Regions from separate parts of the Zea mays genome. Here region 1 is linked to region 2. Evidence: chromatin contacts called from public Hi-C data. All regions are on one chromosome and are shown on one strand. Each heading gives the region's core, a stretch centred on a gene start, on an enhancer-like site or on the middle of the called end of the contact. The rest is flanking DNA. Distances are from core to core; before and after follow the strand shown. Region 1 holds the start of LOC103650144 (neutral/alkaline invertase 1, mitochondrial). Region 2 holds the start of LOC100194020.

Evidence for each region. A called contact is a pair of places that touch in the nucleus more often than the background predicts.
Region 1: a Hi-C map of tassel shows a contact between it and region 2, with 3 times the contacts expected there. The contact joins the promoter of LOC103650144 here to the promoter of LOC100194020 in region 2. A contact is called at or near these places in 3 of 25 Hi-C or Micro-C datasets (bundle sheath, endosperm and tassel).

Annotation. Positions count from the first base shown.
Region 1 is chr3:61,340,903-61,345,832 of Zm-B73-REFERENCE-NAM-5.0, reverse strand. It overlaps LOC103650144 (neutral/alkaline invertase 1, mitochondrial), which reads right to left and starts at 3,220. Exons shown (of 6, transcript XM_008675791.2): 1 at 1,858-3,220; 2 at 944-1,109; 3 at 620-831; 4 at 1-389. The coding sequence starts at 2,490. LOC103650143 (a long non-coding RNA gene) reads left to right here and starts at 3,743. Exons shown (of 3, transcript XR_002268359.2): 1 at 3,743-4,214; 2 at 4,287-4,324; 3 at 4,443-4,930.
Region 2 is chr3:60,816,440-60,821,497 of Zm-B73-REFERENCE-NAM-5.0, reverse strand. It overlaps LOC100194020, which reads left to right and starts at 3,469. Exons shown (of 6, transcript NM_001139083.1): 1 at 3,469-3,811; 2 at 5,033-5,058. The coding sequence starts at 3,735.

The DNA of each region.
Region 1 (4,930 bases), core at 1,971-4,470, 520 kb before region 2:
TCAATAAGGCTAAGAATTCCCTCAGCTTGTTTTGGAGTAGTTAGAGACGAAGCTATGGCCCAAAGGTTGCCAAGAGAGAAGAACCTAAAATCCATGTGAGCTGGCTGCAGATTCCCTATAAGGTAACCTCCTTTCTCAGGAATCCAGTCAACAAGCCAGGAAGGGATTTGCTCAGGGTAAATGTTGAATTTGTTAGTGGCGTCATGGGAGTATTCTTCTGTCTTGTATCTGTATATCTCATTTATCTTCTTCATGTCAACCCAGTAATATTCTCTTATGTGAAAGGACAACGCACTGAGCCTGTTGTTAATGGCACGGATGAGATTTTTCGATCCATTGTTCACAACAAGCATTTCTCGTGAACATCGTAGAGCGGAGTAGAACAAAGCCTGTGTAATAGAAAGAACTTGTAAGTACAGGTCTTCAGCTAATATGCCAATTAGATCTGAGTCTAGAAGAATAGCACAAATGTTTTCTTTTGTTATAAATTAAATTAGTCATGCAGAAGAAAACAAATGCTCCCTACATGACAGCATATTTTTCCTATTGTTGAATAACATTCTAGATCATTATTCCAGGATTTAATGAATTAAGTCATAAATAATTAAACTCAACTTACTTGGATTTCAAGAGGATGCCCATGTATTCCCATCCTCCTGTCTATCATGCATGATCCATCTGTAACTAGTAATGTTGGGAACATGTCAAACCCATCAGCCAAACACAAACTCAGTATCAATTGAATTCCTGTCTGCACATCAACTCTTTCTAGCAAAGCATTGTCGCCTGTTATCTTGCAGTAAGCCCTCAACAAAATAATCCACCACAGTCCTGAAAAAGATAAATAGGATTGAAGTAGCAGAACAAAGATGCATGACAACAGTAACTTCAAAACGAATTCTTACATGCAGCTTATGCAGGAGCAACTGAGCAAGATACATACCAGAATCCACAGGAGCTACACGGCCAATGGCTGCCTCGCCAAAGTCAGGGTCCAAGACCTCCTCAAATCCTTCATTGTTCTCATCAAGTGGTACGGTCCTAATCTTGAAGCTAGCTGGCATCAATCCTTGCCCAGGGCTGTAACAATCAACAGTTTTCTCCCAGCTCTAATCATAAAAGAGAGGATCAATCAGTGACCAGCTCAAGAAAAACATCACACAAACAAGCCACCAGAGAGGAGTTCATCAAACACAAAATCCTTGTTTATTCAGTTTAACAAAAAAAATATTAGTGTTGTGTTGCCTCTTAGTAGTATAGATCAGTGTTCTTAAGGCGCCTAGGCGAGCAAGTGCACCAGACAACCGCCTTAGCGCCTAGGCGGCGCCTAGGCAGGTAAGACGAGCAAGGCGGCCAGTTTTGCCCGAGCGCCTGGACGCCTAGGCGACACCTTAAGAACACTGGTATAGGTCTTGTTACTGGTATAGGTCTTGTTACATGGTCATAGTCTGTTTGAATCAACTTTTACAGTCTTAAAAAAAAGAAAACATTTCACATTCCTTTCATCATTTTAGCATTGATTATTGCAATCTATCTAGTTGAACAAAAGAATTACAATTGAAAAAGGCGAGAAATAAACGGCCAGAAATGGTAACAAAAATACTTCAGCTAGAACTAAAAGAATTACAATCTATATAGTATTTTTATGATAATTGCAAAGTATAGTATTGTAAAACCATAGTTTTGACAAACATGGTTGCCTGTTTACTTCCAATCACAACTCCGCGAAAACAAAATCTTGCCGTACACGCCATTGACACTGTTGCTAACTAAATACTTCAGCTAGAACTAAATTCTTCTGGAATTTTAATTTTTGACCAGACGAGGAACTAGTAAGCAGGATCGGGATCAGCTCACCTGAAGCTGGAGGGTGTGGAGGAGGAAGTTGCGGACGATCTCGGTCTCGCCGCGCATGAGGAAGGCGAGCGCGGAGGGCACGAAGTCCCTGATGAAGACCTGGTCGTAGTTGAGCATCTCCGTGCACTCGGGGTCCTCCGCCGCCACCGTCCCCACGGGCTCGCCGCAGTAGCTGACGACCGCCCTCCGCAGCAGCCTCCACGCCTCCCTCTCTGTCTCCGTCTCCTCCCTCAAGGGGACGGCCGGCGCCACGGCCTCATCGGTCTGCAGCGCTGCCGCGTCCTCCTCCTCCTTGGAGGGCGGGGTCTCAAGCGGGAACGAGTCGGGAAAGAGGACGCGGTCGAAGAAAGGAAGGTTGCCGGAAACGGCAGCGCGGGGGTCGGAGGGGACGGGGGCTGGTACAGGGGTGGGAGGAGTGCCCGGGCCGGCCTGCGACTGCGACGCCGCGGAGACGAGGAAGGGGAGGCGCCGGCCGTACGGGGGGTGGTGCGGGTGGGGCAATCTGGGGAAGAGCGAGGTCGCGGTGCCCGCCGCCGTCTTTGACGCCGCGGCGGCGGAGGCGGACGAGATGAGGCGGCTGCAGCACGGCCTCACTGCTACGGCGGCGAGCCCCATCGGGGTTTGACCATTCATATGGCAAGCTCCGGCGAAGGGCACGGGCGCGCGGCGGAGAAACCTTGAGGGATCTACACGCAAGAAACAGGCAAAGCTAACTTGTGCCAAATATTTGGTCCACGAGTGCTCGTTCTGCGGAAGTGCGAAGGGCCGGTTCGGTTTGGGTTAGGTGGGGACTGGGGAGCATAAGGCAGAGGAGAGCTGGGAGGGAGCCAGGCTTTTTTTTATAGGGGCTGTTTGATTTCCTTTTCTCGGAGCCTGGCCACCGTGGCTTGTATATTTGAGGAGGCAGGCTCCTTTTAGGCAGGTCCAGCATGTGCAATACTGACAGCAAGAGCCTTTCTTTGGTGGGTTATTGACTTGTTGGAGCTTCTACAAATCAGATATAATTTATGTTTGGCTGCATTTATGAGTATATAAAAGTGATATAAATAAAATTAATATTTAAATTTATATAACAAGTGTGATCAAGTTTTGTTCCTACCATGTTAAAAACATAAAAGCAAAATCAGTTTGATAATTAAATATCTTAACTAAAAGATATATAATAAAAGAACGAGTTTAAAGTCACCCGCTTTCTATGGGCCTATGGCACACCAGGCTAGAGAGCCTCGCTTGCATCTGTTTTCCCAGGTCAATGATAGTGTACATGTAACCAACCACATAAAAATGCTAATAATGTTATATACCGCCGGCGAGGTCTAAAATGTTGCAAGCAAAAGCAACCAGACAGCTCATAAAAGATCGCGCGGTAGCTGGTGGGGTCCACCTTGGATTTAAAGGTCACGTTTCTGAAGTTTTTTCCCTGCATGCAGCATGCCCATTGGCTAAATGGAGAAATGGTGGTCATTGTCCTTCTTTTGGCTGTAGGGCTGGATGAAATTACCATCGTGAAAATCGTGTTTGGGTAATGTATTTTTCTCATGCTTAGAAATTCATGGTATAATTTTAAATTAGCACCGTGTATATCTTTTATTTACTATATTAAATCATCAGTTTCAACGGTCGTCCCGTGTCAATATTTTTTAAAAAAATCCTACATTTCTTTATAATCAACCCGCAATTTTATAATCTCTTCTATACTGCTATAATAGGAGAGTTTATGTAAAAAAATAAGGTGAAATTATGTATAATTGAGTGTTCTAAACCTTGTTGTTGGCACTATATTCACCTAATCAATAGAAAACATATATTTTGTGCTTTATTAAAACAAAATTTATCGTATGTTATATATATATATATATATATAGTTTATATATTTGAAGCCCTGGCCTCTTTCTAACTAAAGAAAGCCCTGACCACAGAACAGCCGACCAGGTGCGCCTGCACGCACCGCACGGGTCCGACCTCCATATTGTGCATGTGTAACCCCCACGCGCACACACACAAAATCCACCCATCGAATTGTTATCACACCCAGCCACAAAAACCTAACCGCTCTCCATCCCACATCCGTCGTCGCCATTCCTCCGCACGCATCGCAGAACCCGCCCTCGCTGTCTCCATGCACGCCCTCGCCGCCACTCATCCTCCTATCCCCATTCACCTCATCTCCCCCTCGGACGACGCAAGGGGTGGTCGCCGATCCCTCCCTCCCAGACATCAAGAATGGTGTCGTGCCCTGGGTCCAAGAAGGGGCAGGGTGCTGGAGGAGTGATGAGCTGCTCGATGGCGATGCGCGGACGACGAGGAAGGGCCCCTGATGCAGCGAGAACGAGAAGGTCGTGTTCATCAGCATCGTGGTAAGTAGATCCTGCACATTCACTCTGTATGGTTGCTTTTTGTTTACGTTTTTTTCTTGTCTTGTTGGATAGATCGAGCTTCTTCGTGTTAGGAGTCTTCAAGTCTCTAGGTATTGAATTAAAGAACAGGTTCAACTTTGCTTTGTTGGGAGTCCTAGTGGGGAGATATGCTAGCAGGTAATGGCTCAGCTTGGATCATAACACTGACTGGAATTCATTTGTGGCCAGGTCCATGCGTGGTTATTGTGTGGAAATTTTCATGACAAGAAAGCTAATATAAAGGGGATTTACTTGCCTAGTCCAGATCTGCCAGCTTTCCTTGATATGGTTTACTGAAAGATCTGACGTGCCTTGTCAAACATGGTCCCAACTTTTCCTTGCGAAATTTACGAGTTGGCATTGTATCAATTGGAAATCCTTTTTGTATAGAGGGCATCACAATGAAACTAATCTGTGTCTTGGACTTGGCATGTTCCTTTATTTTGGTGAACTTAGAGCTAGGAATATTTTCTGTGCGAACCGGGACACTGTTTAAGGTCATTTCAATTAGTTTTTTGTAGCCCGCTTTAGATTTACTTAGTTTGTTATTGTTTCCTTTGTTAGAAGATAGAATTCCTCTAATTTTAATTACTAGATTTTACATTTATTTTTAGAATTTTAGAAATTTGTATGGCTAACTAACACCTATGTAGCAAGTGTTACAGAGATGTTAGTAA
Region 2 (5,058 bases), core at 2,220-4,719:
CTGTAATATGGCTCGGAAGAAAGTCGAGTCATTGGATCCTCTGTAGAAGTCCTCGATCACGGCTGCCTCCGTGACCTCGGGGATACGATTTCTCATGGTTTGGAACCTTTTGAGGTACGACCGGAGAGTTTCATCCCCCCGGCGCTTAATGGATTTGAGGTCCCACTGTTGCGCCGGTTTGTCGGAGATGGACTGGAAATTGGCGGTGAAGCGTCGACTGAAGTTGCCCCAGTCGTCGATGCAGTGTCGGGGTAGATGTCGCAGCCATTGCAGCGCATCTTGCCCGAGGACAATGGGTAAGTACGCGGTCATCACGTCTTCGGACGCCCCGGCAGCTCGAGCAGCGGTGGTGTAGACGGCCAGCCAGCCCCCTGGATCCTGCTTAGGTTCATATTTGTCGACATTGGATACCTTGAAGTTAGGAGGCCATTGGATGGCCCTAAGGCGTGGAGTAAGAGCAGACACTCCACACGTGTCCTCCTGTTGTCGGGGATGATGTCTGTCCCGGGGAGGGGAGTAGTTGTTGTGGTTCCTCGACCGTCCCCGGGTAGTACCGCCAGTTGAGGCCGTTGCCGACTCAGTTCTGGTGGCCTGGCTCCGAGCTGGGATGCCATGATCCCTGTCGTACTCCTCCCGGCGGCGGATCTCGTTCTCGTGCCGTCGTTCATGCGAAGCGTTGATGGAGCTTCGCGCGTCTCGGCGACTGTTGATGGCGTGTCGTAGATCGTTTGGCGGGTGAGCAAGCGGTAGAAGATGGTTGGCTGCCTGGGTGAACAGTCATCGGTAGCCTTCGGCGTCGGGAGTCCGAGGGAGTCCATCAGCTATCCGAGCTAGTACTCCTCCAACTTCGCTCAGCGTGTTCATGGCTCGGGCGAAGTCGGGATTCAGGTTGCGCCCGAAGAATGGATTCTCCCGGCGTTGCCTTGCATCTTGCTCGGCTTGTTCCTGAACCCGGCGGCGATCACGTCGTCGGGAGTTCCTTCGTTCTCTGAAGACGCGTTCCTCCGGAGTTTCTCCTATCTCCGAGACCTCGTCTCGCGAGACAGGTTGCTCCGGATCTCGTTCTCCAGCCGCGTGATGTCGTCGAACGTTCCTGCGCCGGTTTCTCCGTCCGCGGGATTCTCGTTGAGGTGGTTCTTCTCCGGGTGCGGTTGGCTCATCGTCGGAGACGGGAGGCGACTCCGCTCTCCCGATGAAGAGGACGTCGGGATAGAATGGTGCTGCTGTCGTGGCGACCTTCTTTCCGTTCTCCTTTGAGGGCGGAGGAACGGAAAAAACAACTTGCTTCCCCTTGGTCTCCTTCTTCCTCGCGATCTGTGTCCATTCTTTTGTCGGGGAAGTAGACAGTGGAGTTCTCCGGGTCAGCGGGCTCTCGGCCCCCGACTTTCCGGAGACGATCTTTTTCCGGAGAGCTGGAGGTTGCGCTTCTCCGACATTTTCGGAGTTTGTTGGAGGAGACTTCTTTTTCGGCGGATCCGCAATGCGGTGTAGAGTTCCCTCTTCATCTGCTACGGATGAGATTGTTCCGAAGAAGAATACGGATCCGGGGCGGAGGGTGATCTTGCTGTGGAAGGTGACGGCCATTGAGCTAGCTTGGATCATCGACACACCCCCTACCTGGCGCGCCAGCTGTCGGTGTTTTGGGTCCAACCGCACACCTGGGGTTGCCCCTCAAGGTGTTTTTAGGAGTAGGACGGTGTCGCCGACTGTAGCAAAATGGTTTGTGCCAGATGCACGAGGGACAGTGGACAATGTTTACAGGTTCAGGCCGCTTAGAGATGTGTAACACCCTACGTCCTGGTGAGTATGCTTGGTGAATGAGATTACAAGGGAGCTCTCCGAATTGAGAATGCAGAGAGTTGAGGTGGATGGCTGAGTGATAGGGTCGATCGTTCTGAAGGGGTGCCCCCTAGGCCTTATATACTCGACCGTGGGGCAATACACGTGGATATGATAACAATGTGTAACTAAAAGATAGTGAACTGTTTGAGTTTATCTCTCTATAGTTCCGTCGACCTATCCTGGCATGGCCCCGTTGCATGGGGGTTCCAGCGCGGGAAAGTCGGATCTCTGTTGTGGTCGCTCGCTCGACGTTGTGGGCCGTCCGGGCTTGCACCAATCCGGCCTCATGTCGATCTGCTTTGCTGATTGTCCCTCCCCAGGGCCACGAAAGAATGACCTTACGATTTATTGGGCCCTTGGGCCTTTCGTGAGGTCTTTTACTCTTCTAGTGGACCCGGGGGATATCTGTCCCCCACAGTGGGAACATACAATTAGGCCTGATGTTCCAATTGACCTAAGAGGGTATTTTCTTCGTACCACCTTCTCAACAGTTTAATTTTTTTCTATGATAATCATTGTATATAACATAGTTGGCCAAAGATTGTTCTATAGGCTTAATACCAGCTACCTCGTTCTACAAGTTATGACCATGTGGGGAAATGACAGACGAATGAAATTTATTAGGGTGAGTGTAATACGTTCGTTTAATGTTCAAACATACATTCTGGTTACATAATACAAATTTGACGTTTTGTTCTCTGTTGTCTTTGTGTGTAGGATGCAAAGATTTTTCAAAGGAACTTTGTGATTGATCTGTTAAGTTATGAGGACAATTCGTGTCGATATGTCATCCCTGTAAATATACAACAACGACTTATTGATATCGCTGAAAAAGACTAGATTAGTGTATGGTTGTCGACATATTTGTTTGTCATTACAAAGTTCTAAATTAACTCTTTAGAAATAATTTGTATGATATAGATAATGTTTACCACACAAAACTTACATATCATAGTGATATTTTTCGTTCCGTTTATATATTTCATACAAATTTTTTTACTCCCGTCGCAGCGCACGGGCACTCACCATTATATTCACGCCGCCCATCGCTAGGGCTCTAAGTGTATTGGAGGCTCGCAATTTGTGTTCTGTAGTATTGCACGGGCACCTAGGGCTTAAGATCTTTTCAGAATGCAAATATTTTATAGAAATAAAGCAAAAATTTTATAGCAATCAGTTTAATTTTATCATGTACTGTAAAAAATAAAAAATGAACAGGCGATTTGGTGTCATTCATGCGGAGGCACGCGCGATTCATTCAGCACGCCACGCGATGCGGGGATGTGGAAATAACAGAAACGAAAAGAAGGCCGCCTACCTGCCATTTTTGAGCACGTGGCAGGGTTGACAGCAAGGCTCAATAGGCGCATTACACGTGCCCCCCTTCCGCCTCGCTGGTGCAGCTTTCCTCGGTTCCTAGCCCCCGTCGCCACGACTCCACTCCCCGTTCCCCGATAGCAGGAAAGCGAGAAACAGCCACCACAAAATCTCCGACCCGGCCCCACTGACGGGACCCACTCCTCGGTTTCACTACGACCCTCGCCCAATCCAGGCCCCGCAAGTCAGTGAGGCGAGGCCGGACGAATGGCAAGTTGGGCAGCGCGGTCCGAGGGGCGCCGCCGACCCGACCGTGCTGGAAACTTCTAACCAAAACCCCTAATGTCTCGAGGTGGCGCACCCCAACAAACTGGCTCCGCCTCCTTCCTCCTCCCCTCCGGCCTCCGCCGCTGCCTTCTTTTCCCCGTGCGCATAGTCGCTCGCAGAGGCGCCGACATCACTTCGTCCGGACCGGAAACACGCACGAAGTGAGGACCAGCACCAAACACCGCGCCGCTTCTCCTATATTTGTTCCTCTCCCGGAGCCGCATCGTGTGTAAGCGTGTGGCGGATCCATGGCAGCGGCGGCGGATACCTCGGAGGCGTCCGCGGCAGGAATCGCGCTCGCAGAGGCCAATATCAACTGGGAGAGGTACGCGCCACGTTCCCCTTCATAGATAGAGAGTTAATAAGAATCCAAAAGAGGAACCTTTTCATCCTGGAAGTCAGGTTACGTTTGCGGCCTGGCATCTTTTGGTCCTTCTCCAGATCGCCAGCGTGCTTTTAGTTTGGTTGGACTCTCAGCCCGCCGCTTGCTCCCGTGCTTGGCACGGGCCGAGGATGAGGAATGGGCAGCCAGGGAAGAGTGGGTTACATGAAGGTGATTCACGGGCGCATTGCGTCTTTTCCCAACCTTTTGGTGGGCGGGGGCCGCGGCAGAGGTCCACGAGATCAGTGCCGCAGATGTGGACGGGGAACGGAACTTGGTATTCTGGGAAACCTGTAAATTTAATTGGCAAAACTTGACGTGTTTAGAGAGGAATCGATTGTATTCCCCAATTCCAGCAGCCGCTGCTATGTTCAAGCTGGTAGTTACTATACTTCAATCTGCTTCAAACTGGTGCGGTTAACAAGTAGACATGTTTTTTTCCCATTGTTCATCTTTGTATGGAAATTTGACACAGAGATGAGCATGTCCTTAAAGAATAAGGAAATCCAAATGCTTAGCTTTTACATATGACGTATTGTTTTAGTACACATGTAACACGTCCCAGCAGTTTCTGATTCTAATTGTGCTTCTGGGGTCCTTGATTCAAGCCATAGCTTATAGGGATTTGTACTGAGACCTTATGTTGTAAATATTCTCCTTTGTGGCATATGAGTTCTCAATTTCTCAAGGCAATTTCCATTAGACAGGCAATAGCTATGCACAGAACTGACTTTTGCCTTTAAAGAATGGGAGATTCATTTGTGAACTAACGTCTACACCCATCAAGATTTCATGAGCTTTCTTTGTGCCAAAAGTTCTTCAACGTTTGTACATGTAGAAATATTTGGAGAATTATGTTAAGTGAAGAAAGTAGTTCAGGTACTCCTGATTGTTGTAGATCACTCTAGGGTTCATAAAATTCCTTTAAAATCACATGTTCGAACTGTTACTGTTACCTGCATCTTTTTCATCCATGATGTGGACAGTAATTTTGGTTTTCATGTCACCTGTACTCAAAGGCCTGTAGAGTTGCATGCTATTTTGGAAATGTCATGCTGGCAACATGGCAATTTGCATAAATTATGGACTTCGAATATATAAAGAAAATGTCAATTTTTCATGTTCCTATAACTGATGTAGCTATCTTTTTGTATCACGCTTAAGGTTGGACAAGACGAGGTTTCATGTGA